Regions from separate parts of the Mus musculus genome. Here region 1 is linked to region 2. Evidence: chromatin contacts called from public Hi-C data. All regions are on one chromosome and are shown on one strand. Each heading gives the region's core, a stretch centred on a gene start, on an enhancer-like site or on the middle of the called end of the contact. The rest is flanking DNA. Distances are from core to core; before and after follow the strand shown. Region 1 has its middle 86 kb from the start of D030045P18Rik. Region 2 overlaps Hace1 (HECT domain and ankyrin repeat containing, E3 ubiquitin protein ligase 1).

What was found. A called contact is a pair of places that touch in the nucleus more often than the background predicts.
Region 1: a Hi-C map of the N1E-115 cell line shows a contact between it and region 2, with 1.6 times the contacts expected there. The contact joins two enhancer-like sites. A contact is called at or near these places in 1 of 15 datasets of contacts at CTCF or cohesin (the NIH/3T3 cell line), 1 of 484 Hi-C or Micro-C datasets (the N1E-115 cell line) and 1 of 9 other capture datasets (embryonic tail).

What each region holds. Positions count from the first base shown.
Region 1 is chr10:45,891,525-45,896,856 of GRCm38.p6, reverse strand. No RefSeq gene overlaps it. Among named protein-coding and RNA genes, the nearest start is that of D030045P18Rik, 86 kb to the right of the region's middle. Within about 2 kb of position 2,761, at least 32 of the 459 cell types and tissues checked have an H3K27ac peak or open chromatin away from gene starts, as enhancers often do. A contact at or near this core is called in the N1E-115 cell line, where this site is marked.
Region 2 is chr10:45,695,811-45,701,276 of GRCm38.p6, reverse strand. Hace1 (HECT domain and ankyrin repeat containing, E3 ubiquitin protein ligase 1) reads right to left here. Exons shown (of 24, transcript NM_172473.3): 21 at 602-700; 22 at 253-323. Among named protein-coding and RNA genes, the nearest start is that of D030045P18Rik, 110 kb to the left of the region's middle. Within about 2 kb of position 2,191, at least 11 of the 459 cell types and tissues checked have an H3K27ac peak or open chromatin away from gene starts, as enhancers often do. A contact at or near this core is called in the N1E-115 cell line, where this site is marked.

The DNA.
Region 1 (5,332 bases), core at 1,512-4,011, 200 kb before region 2:
CATTTCAAATGTTATCCTCTTTCCTAGTTTTCCCTCTGAAAATCCCCTATCCCCTCCCCTAACCCTGCTCCCCAACCCACCCACTCCCATTCCTGGTCCTGGCATTCCCCTACACTGGGGCATAGAACCTTCACAAGACCAAGGGCCTCTCCTCCCATTGATGACCAACTAGGCAATCCTCTGCTACATATATAATCAGAGCCACAAGTTCCACTATCTTCCACACACTATTTGACAGTAGTTCTATCCTTAGAGTTGTTCATGCCAAAAACATTGGAGTTACCTCTTACTTTTACACACTATGTGCATCAGCAAACCCTGCTAGCATTCCATTTCAATTTAATTAGAATCTTGTATCTTATCTCTTCAATGCTACAGCACTGGGTCAAGCCAACATCACCTCTTTTCTGGGTTTTTGTGATAGTCCACTAACTGGCTGTCTTAGTCAGGGTTTCTATTCCTGCACAAACATCATAACCAAGAAGCAAGTTGGGGAGGAAAGGGTTTGTTTGGCTTACACTTCCATACTGCTGTTCATCACCAAAGGAAGTCAAGACTGGAACTCAAGCAGGTCAGGAAGCAGGAGCTGATGCAGAGGCCATGGAGGGATGTTCTTTACTGGCTTGCCTCACCTGGCTTGCTCAGCCTGCTCTCTTATAGAACCAAGACTACCAGCCCAAAGATGGTTCCACTCACAAGGGGCCTTTCCCCCTTGATCACTAATTGAGAAAATGCCTTACAGTTGGATCTCATGGAGGCATTTCCTCAACTGAAGCTCCTTTCTCTGTGATAACTCCAGCTGTGTCAAGTTGACACAAAACTAGCCAGTACACTGGCCATCTGCCTTTTATCCATATCTAGAATATTCTCAGCATACTAGCCAGACTGGTCCTAATAAAAACCTACCTGGAGTAGATGCTCTGTGTGTGTGTGTATGTGTTTGTGTGTGTGTATGTGAGTGTGTGTGAGCATGTGAGCAGGTGAGCGTGTGTGTGTGTGTGTGTGTGTGTGTGTGTGTGTGTGTGTAGGGCCTCACCCAGACCCCCTATTAGAACTGAGGCACTTGCTGCCCCAGCAGATTCAAGGTCAAATGGCAATGCCTTACATTTGAATCTGCCTCTAGGATTTTCCCTCAAAGAGAACTGTCTCCTAGAGGTTGTTCCCTCCCCATGGACGATGTGAACATGCAAAGGCGCAGCTCTTTTGTCTTCATTTGGGACTGGCTGTGGAAGGGCTGAAGCCGCTGTTGCAAATGTGTTCGATTCAGCTTCTCCCTCTGCCCATTTCTGCTGACAGTCCCTCAGAGACTCTTCAACTAAAAACATGACCAAGATAAGGATGTTCCATGTGACTGTACATCTCAGAGTCTATTTCCAGGAAAAGTTAATGTAAGACACTAGATCATCTTGTTCCTGTGACCAAAACCCTCCAGTGACTCTTCAGTTCATATGAAAACTGACATTGTCACTATGACCTAGTATGCTTACATGACATGGCTCCTGGTACCTCATCTACTGTTGTGCCACCACTCAGGAAAAGCATATATCCAGATTCTCATTTTTAGAATGCTCTCTTCACAAATATGCACACAGTTTACTTGCTCACCTACCTCTGAGCCTTTCAATTCCATTTTTTTCTGGAATAGTCGTCTTCTTACTTTTTACTTGGAATGTACACAGAATCCTGTATCTTTGCATCACTAGCATGCCACTGCCTTGTTCTAAGCCAGTATCCTTTTTCTCCTGGATTCTCCCAATAGTCAGGAACTATCTTCAGACACCAAAGCATCACTGTACTTTCAATTGAACTTTCCTGCATTACACTTAGCTTGCCTGACCTCCACTATAACACTCTTACTTAGTGGGTTTATATCTTTCTCATACCACTAGAACAATTCCTGTTTGTCTATTTCATCCTCTATGCTTAGAATACTAGACATAAGATGAAAATGAATGAATGAATGAATGAGTGAGTGAGTGAAGAGTGCCAACAGTGTGCTAAGCACCACCGGACACATTTACATACATTTAGCTCTCCAACAAGTGGGAGAGAGGATGATGATATGTGCCTTTAAACTGTGAAAGCAGAGAACATTTCACATCAAAGGAATAATGGAGGCCAGATGTGACCTCCTGGCTCCAAACTCAAAGCTGTATTCCCAGTAGCCTCCCAAAGGCACTTACACTACTTTGTTTCCAAGTAAATCTAATCCTCTGTGAAAGACACTTCTAAGAATAAGGTGCAGAGACCAAGACAGAAAACGTGATCTCAACCCATGTTAGAGAATGCCTGTGTCCTTGCTACTGTAGTCAAACCACAAAATGAGTTTAACAGGGCTAGCTTCTAGATGTGCCCTCTGGGACCTGATTAACATGGAGGTGACTCACAGCGCACACAATAACATTTGGACAAGTCCATGGCAGAGTTTTGTTTCAGCTCACTGTCTTCCACTTAGCAAAAGAAAGTTTTATAAAGGAAGTGGGAATATAAGAACTTTCTGAGGTACAGTAAGGAGGAAGAGTCCTACCCAGCACTCAGCACCCATTAACTTCAGAGAGAACATCTACCCTGGATAGGCAGGGCAGGACATGATACAAATGGGAAATAAGCCTGACCCCAGGACAGAAGTCTTGTGTTGTACACACATGTGGGTCTGATGGAGTCTATTGGCATAAAAGCAAGGTGGGAATGCTCTAAATCAGCTTTTACCATCTAAGGATGGTCACACACAAAGCATGCATTGTGGCCACTAATGAAAGACATGTGCTGGAGCAGTTACACATGGCAGCAGGCTGAACACTAATGACATGAAACAGCTACAGTGCCTCTACACTGACCCCTGTGAAACCTCAGGCCTGACTTATAACAGGCAGAGCTAAACCAATTTATCACCAAATTATGCATCATTTAATAAAGACTGGTGTGACTCAACCTGCCAGGCAGGAATGCTGAGAGTGGAGGAAATGGCCTCTAAAGGCCCCTCTTCCTTGTCCTAAGCGCATCTTTAACCCTTCAGTGATTATGGTCTGCCTAATGTAAAAGTCTAAACTTCATAAACTGTCTAATAACCTTAGATTAGTCAGACCTTGGAATTCCCAGAGTAACGGACTTGAAGACTACAACTCTTTAAAAGTCATTGATAATAGATTAAGTGAAAGAAGTCTATTCTCTCTTGAAACATCACTTACATTCACACACCCAAAGCAATTGTTGACTTTACCAGTGTCATTTGCAAAGTTGTTATCATAATATATTCTCATTTACAATAAAAATTACTCCTACAAATTTTATGTTCTACCCGTAGCTACTGATAGTTCTACCCTCTACATTTTCAAAGAGAAAAGTTCTAGAAACTTCACTACTGTCCTTGAAATGTAAAAATCCACACATTATCACACACACACACACACACAAATATCTCAACAGAAGTCATTCATGCGTGCCTGAGAGTAGACACAACCACATCAGGTTATAGACTACAGGGGCAAATGACTTAACAAAACTTCAGATGAAGCCAAGGGAATTACAGCAATTTCTATCATCAGCTCCATACAAAACCTTTTTAGTAACAGCCACAAAGCCACCAATAGATATGCCCTAAGAAGTTAGAGAATAGTACCTGTTTTCTTTCTCTTCCAGATATAATTGGTTTTTATGAGAACAACGTGCATCCTGTAGAAACATTTAGATTTCTGAACTCTTATAGGCTCTTTGGTCCTTCATGTTGCACCAAAGACTATGTGTCTCTTTAATGAAATCACGAAATGGTGAGGGAGCCAAAAATACATTTTGTAATTAAGCTCGGCGACAATCAACTATATGAAGACAAGCAATAGTGGTTTTCTTTCTCCTGAAATTTCCATTTCATCTGACAGTTCTGTTTCTACATCTCATTCCTTCTCCTTTTTCTTCCACCATAATAATAAAAGTATCAAGAATTTCTAATATATAAAGAAAATTGAAAGGCTCATTCATGTGCCAGAAAACCTGTTTCTAATCATGGGGGTTGTCATGGTCTTTAGGTTTTATTTTTTTTTCTTGAACTATTTTATTACTTAAGAAATGTTAAGGAAAGATACCTCAAAAGAAAGACAGACCTATTGTAAGCATTTTTGTATGTATTGACTCAATATGTGCTCACAACAGCTTCAGAATAAAGGCCCCTTTGTTATGGTCATCTTGCAGCCAAAGAAGCCAAGGCAGGGAGTGGAGGAACGCACCAGGACTGCTAGTTCCAAATGGTGGAGGCCGGAGTCAAATCAGGGCAGTCAGAGTGCAGACTTAACCACATCTTGCAGCCTTGAAAAAGGCAGTGAGAAACCCAGAAGCTTTCATTGTGGTAACAAGGCAAAAAGCAATCCTGCTGTCTCTGTGCCCTCAAATAGCCTGACTGAATAATGTCATCCCTTAACCCATTTCACAAATTTGTAGAAAATGCACAGTGTTCTCTTTCTGTGATGTCTGTGGTTTATTTTATCCCCATTAAGAAGAGACAGGAAGCTGGGCGTGGTGGCGCACGCCTTTAATCCCAGCACTCGGGAGGCAGAGGCAGGTGGATTTCTAAGTTCGAGGCCAGCCTGGTCTACAAAGTGAGCTCCAGGACAGCCAGGGCTACACAGAGAAACCCTGTCTCAAAAAAAGAAGAAGGAGGAGGAGGAGGAGGAGGAGGAGGAGGAGCAGGAGCAGGAGGAGCAGGAGGAGGAGGAGCAGGAGGAGCAGGAGGAGGAGGAGGAGGGGGAGGAGAAGGAGCCAGGGTGTGATGTGGTGATGTGCATTGTTCCAGCTGGTCGATTTCCAGGCATAGCACTGTGTTTCCAAATCATAGAATTAGATTCTGCTGGTCTTACCCAGGTTTTGGTCACTTCCATCCCAACCATCTTTTGGATGGATGCAGAATACAAATTAGTAAGCAATCTCAAAAGACAAACAAGGATTGGTGTTGTTTGGTTGCTGTTGTTGTTTTAATTATATGAATCCTAAATGAATTTTACTAGAATTTAAACATTACCTTTAAGAGAGACAGCAAAAAGTTGAAGGAAAGAAGAAAAAGTCGGGCAGCTCTCAGGGTCTCTCTCTCTCTCTCCCCCACTCTGTTCTCAGCATAAGCCATTCCCCTGCCTTCCCATTTCTAATGTTATAAGGTTGAGCAGATTTCCCTTTAATCTGTCATGTTTGAAGGACTTTATACATCTTCTAAGCATTTTGATTGTAAAATGAGAAATTATCTTCAGAGATACTTGACCAATCTTAGAAAAGAAAAATGACATCTAACTGATTGCTTATTTTGTTTTATTTTTGTTTTTTGTTTTTTTTGTTTTTTTTTTTTCTGATA
Region 2 (5,466 bases), core at 942-3,441:
ACTGAGTGGCTTTACTGTTAAACCAAACAAAAAAAAAAGATATTAAAAATTCAGGTTCTAAAATATATTAAGATTTAACACTACTATAAATATTTTGTCATCAACATCTAAATAATCATTTGTTTAATACCTAAAATATAGACAGAACAATGACTCTTCATTTTGTTTGTTTTTCTCTGTGATTTACTGTCTTGGTCATTAGAAATGAAATACAATAAATTCTTCCAATGTTATCATAAAAGCTCTTCTTACCTGCCAGTAACGAACTGCAAGAGAAGAACTCTTTCTTCTTGAGTAATGTCTTCCACAACTTCCCAGAACCACTACCAAGAATAACAACAATTTAGCTCACATTTCAGAGCAAATCATAGACTTATAAGAACCACAGACCATGCAATATTCATAAAGCACATTTTATTCTCTGAAACTCATTTATCAAAGATGATTTCACAAAAGGCTTTCATATGCAATATCCCCAAAGAAGAATTTATGCAAAATCTTTACTTTGTTAATGGATGTAGACTTCCATCCAATAAAGCTGAAAAGCTTACAAAATTAAATAGCAAACTTAACTTCATTCTAGGCTCCAGAGAGATTGTACCTGAATAACTGGATCTTCTCTTTCATAGCCACTTGTGTATTCTGTATTTTTTATCCAATCATTTACATCAATTTCCGGCATGCCAGAAAGCAGTAGCTCCTTTGGGGAAGAAGAAAAATATTTCATTAATCTTCCTTGGGGGAAAAAAAAGCCATTACATTTAAATAGTAAATTTGCCTTAATTAGAAACTAATCCCATATAAACCTGGTTTACGTCTGTGACAGTTTCTACATTATCATCAATAATAAGTGCTACATAAGGAGGAACCTGCCACAGTGACATTTCAAATATGGCATGAGGGGATGGGGATCCACTTTGATGCGATCTAAAACATAAAAAGAATGACAGCGTCTGTATTGATGGTAACCATACGCAGCAAAGGTTTCTATGTACACAATTCTGTAAGTATTCCCTCTGGCTCAGTTTATTTTTATTTTAATATTCCCTATAAATGTGTTAAATCCCACCAGGTCATATTCTCAACATGAAAATGTCATAAAAGCCTGAATATTATGCAAATGAAAAGCTCATTAAGAAATAATCATTTTTTTCTTTATTTTAAAAATATGAATTCTATTTTGGAGTAATTCAGATCTTTTGAAGTCAATCTTCTCCAAGGCAATAATAATAATAACAACAACAACAACAACAACAACCACCACCAACAAGACTATTTTCTAGTGACTCTGTCTGCAGTGCAAGGCATGGATCCTAGGGGCCTTGTATATAACCAGGCAAGCACACAACCACTGAGCAACATCGTTAGTACTCCTAAATACATGACTAGCTTTTGTCCAAGATCATCAAACACAGAAATCTATCACATATATCTAAAAGTTACATCAGGAAAGCCAAAATGTTCATCATCAGGGGTTTCCAGGGAAGAGAGAAGGAAAGGCGTGTCTGTGTCCCTGAATCAGCCCACGTTTCACAGATGGAAGCCCTACAGTGCGGTGAGGGTATGAATGACGCATGTCTTTTAACAGGGTCTGAGAACATACTTCAAGGCCATGACTTACAACGACTGTTATTAATATATACCTAACTAGGGCAGCATATGTTCTAGCAAAAGCAATCTAGGTAAGGTCTGAGCACTCTGTCTATTCACTAGGTCAGTACGAGTGGCCTTTTCCATATTTTCCATATGAAATTGGATTTTCTTCATATACTTCAGCCAAATAATGAAGTACAACTGATCATACACAGAAGCAGATATGAGAATCTAGATATGAGATATATAGCCAGGCATCCCAAATCTGCAAAAACTGTGTCATTTTTCTCATTATTTTTGTTCTGTTCTTAGATTAGCTTTTATTTCTAAATGTCATTTACATTAACATAATTTACAAAGCACATTTCCCTTCTAATTTAATTTCAAGTACAGCAAATATACATTGGTATACTAACCCATATAAGCAAAGACTGTTTTGAAGGAGATCATCCCAAGATCATATAATTGAGAACTGCTGGTGTGCATATCCCAGTCCTTGCCAGCCTCATGACTGGCCAACTCCTGATCTTATCTAGCACCCCTGGCACACTCTGCACTCCCTGCAGACTGGCTTTCTTGCTTACTAACTGTAGATAAGATCTGAGCCACTGAGAAGCACAGGCAGGGCCCACAGCTCTGCTCCCTTCAGGTTTCTGCGCTGTTGTTCTGTAGTGCGGAGTCCACAGAGCGTCTCCTTGACACTTCTCTCTCACACAGGACCCTTCACTACATCTCTTCAAGCTGTCTCTTTCAGCAGTAGCCACAACAAAGGCTTCCCACGTTAGCCAGCTCTTCTTTATTCCTTATAAACACGGCTTTAATGGTCCCTGTGTTAAGGCTTCCTTACGGGACCCAACTGAGAAAACTGCTCCCTTGCAGAACTCTGACACAGATCTACCAAAGAGCACCTGGGTGAATTTTACGTTTCTCACAATTCACCAGGTTAATCCCCTTCTCAGACTAAAGATAAGCTTTTAATATTAAAGTGAAGATAAGCTTTTAGTATTATTCCATAATTAACAATTAGGAATAATAATATTGCAACTGCACTCTCAGAAATTAACTATTTTATAATTATCATATTTTCTATAATTTAAGGAAAAAGGAAAAATGATTTTTGGTTTTTTTTTTTGTTGTTGTTGTTGTTTTTTGAACTACAGGCCTAGAACTCACAGAAATGTGATTACTTCTGCCTCCATGGAAAAACTAAGGGTAGCATGTGCCCACAAACCTCTTTGTGGGGGTTGTTTTTTGTTTTACATACTTAATAAACACTGGTTATTATTTTATTGTCAGAACATGACCCAGAAAGGAGTTGTATAAGGAGACTTCTGAGTGCTTGTGAGAAAAACCCAAGAAACCAAGGCAAGAGTCTTGTGACCTCAGTTTCCTGTAAAACACAAAACTGTTCTGAGTTTTAAAAATTGTTTACATGGAATGTGTTTTTATGCTCCTCCCAGGTGTAGTGGAAAGGAGTTGAGTTTATTTCAGATTATTCATTACAACCGGATATTGTTATTTGTTTATACAGCTCTATGGAAAAACCTTTTGTCACATGAGGCTTGTCTGCCATGTGTGACTTGCCCTTCTGTTGTACACTTTACTCATGCCTTAACCCTCAGAGTATAAACTGTCTGGTGCTCTGAATAAACATGGAACTTTACATGAAACTTTAGTCCACCTCGTTTATGGGCTCCATTCTCCCAGGTACCACCACCATTAGAGCCGTAACATTTAATGATTTTTTTCTTTAAATTCCTATAATAACTAACGAAAAGTTATTAAGATGACAAATAACAAAAGGGAAATTCAAAATAAAAAGTACATATAGCAAAAATATTATTAAATTCCAATAATTTATTTCTTGACATTGGGAGAGGGTCTGACTGTGTGTAGTCCTAACTGGCCTTGAACTCAGAGACGTGCCTGCCTCTGCTTCCTGAGGGATGGTATTAAAAGGCATGTACTACCACAACTAGACAATAATTTATTCTTAATATACTAAAAGAACTAAACTTTTAAGATACAACAAACAATCGGGCACAGTGCCCATACCTGTAATCTCAGCTCTGGGAGGTGACAGAAGGAAGGAGTTCAGAGTCACCCTCAGCTACACAGCACGGCTGAGCTCAGCCGACTTGGGCTGCATGGAACTCTACCTCTAAACACAAATAAAAACTACAAATGTGTAGATATACGCAGATGCACACATAATCTAAACATAGAGGCCACACTAATGGAACCAGAGTCACAGAAATTAGAATGCCTAGAATCCATATGACTTGGTGTTTTGGTATTCCAGCATCACAGATGCAGCACACAATGAGATGATAACTACTTGGACATCTAAGCCTTCCAAGTGTCACTGCTTACATATATGTTAGGATAACCTTGGCCACTGCTTTAGCTCTCTATCCATAGTAACTGATACCAGATCTTGAGCAACTATATGCTTTCTCCTCCTCACATAAACAAAATTGTAAAAAGTTTTTTTCTTGATGTAGCATATCCCTGTTCTATAACTCCACATACATAAAACATACGCACATATTTTGATGAGGAAAAACTACAGCACAACTAGTTCAGTACCCCAGAACTGTAAAGACCCCCGTCAAGGTTCAGGAGTATAAAAGACAAAAGGAAAGAGACATAGTAAAGTACTAGCCAGTGAATTATAATTGTGTGCGGCAATATGTATGATAACCACAAAACACTTTGTTTTCTATTTACATTTATTTTCAAAATAGATAAACCTGCCAAATCCAACACAGATGGCAACATTCAGGTATACTTAGCCAAAATCTCAAGAAAATAAGCTAGGGAAAGCTGGAGTATAGGGAGGTATTGGAAAATCAAAGGACATTCTAAACAGCTAGGGGAAAAAAAAGCCACATTAAGGGCAGCAGCCAATAGTAGAAAAGCAAGTAAAATTCTCCCCTTGGGCCGGTTGCACAGCACTGGCCATCAACAGAACAAAGCATCAGAAGTGCATGACATCCTAGATCAAGTGGATGACTTCCAAACACTGAAACTAACATTTTGCCAGCAGTCCACAGAACTTTCTCTAAGATAGATCATATATAGAACACAAAGCAAGTCTCAACACACACACACACACAAAACTGAAATAATTTTTTGTATTCTATTTGACCATAAGAAAGGAGCAGAGGAGGGAAAGGCATCTGCTACCACACCTTAGGATCCAAGTGGGTCCCAGGAGCCCACACGGTAAATGGAGAGAACTCTCACAAAATCTCTGACCTCTGTATGCACACACATGCACACTACAGCAAGCAGACACACAGGTATACATGCACACACACACACACACACACACAATTTTTAAAGTTAAAAATAATAATACAAAAATAAGGTCCCTAATCATGGCAGAAATTATTCAAATAGAAGTTCTAAAAATACAAAGAATCAAGAAAACAGTCAATTCTTTGAAAATATCAACAAAATAAAGAAACCTTTGGTAAAACTAAGAGAATATTCAAGCTGTAAAATCAGAGTTGAAAAGAAGGGATTATAGCAGTTACCAATAAAATCCAGAAAATGGTAGACATACCTTGAAAACATAGTACACTAAATTGGATAATCTAGAAGAAGTAGAGAAATTTCTAGACACAAATGACATACCAAAGTTAAAATAAGATGAGATAAAGAATATAGCAGATATGTCACAAGGAACAAGATGAAAACAGAAAGTAAAAACCTTCCAAATAAAAAATGTGTACACCCAGATGGGTACACTACAGAATTCTACCACCCTTTAAAGATCTAATTCCAACCTTTCTCCAGTTATTCCATAAAACAGTAAAGGGGGAGGTGCTATCAACTTACTTTACAAACCTGTATCATTCTGAGGCC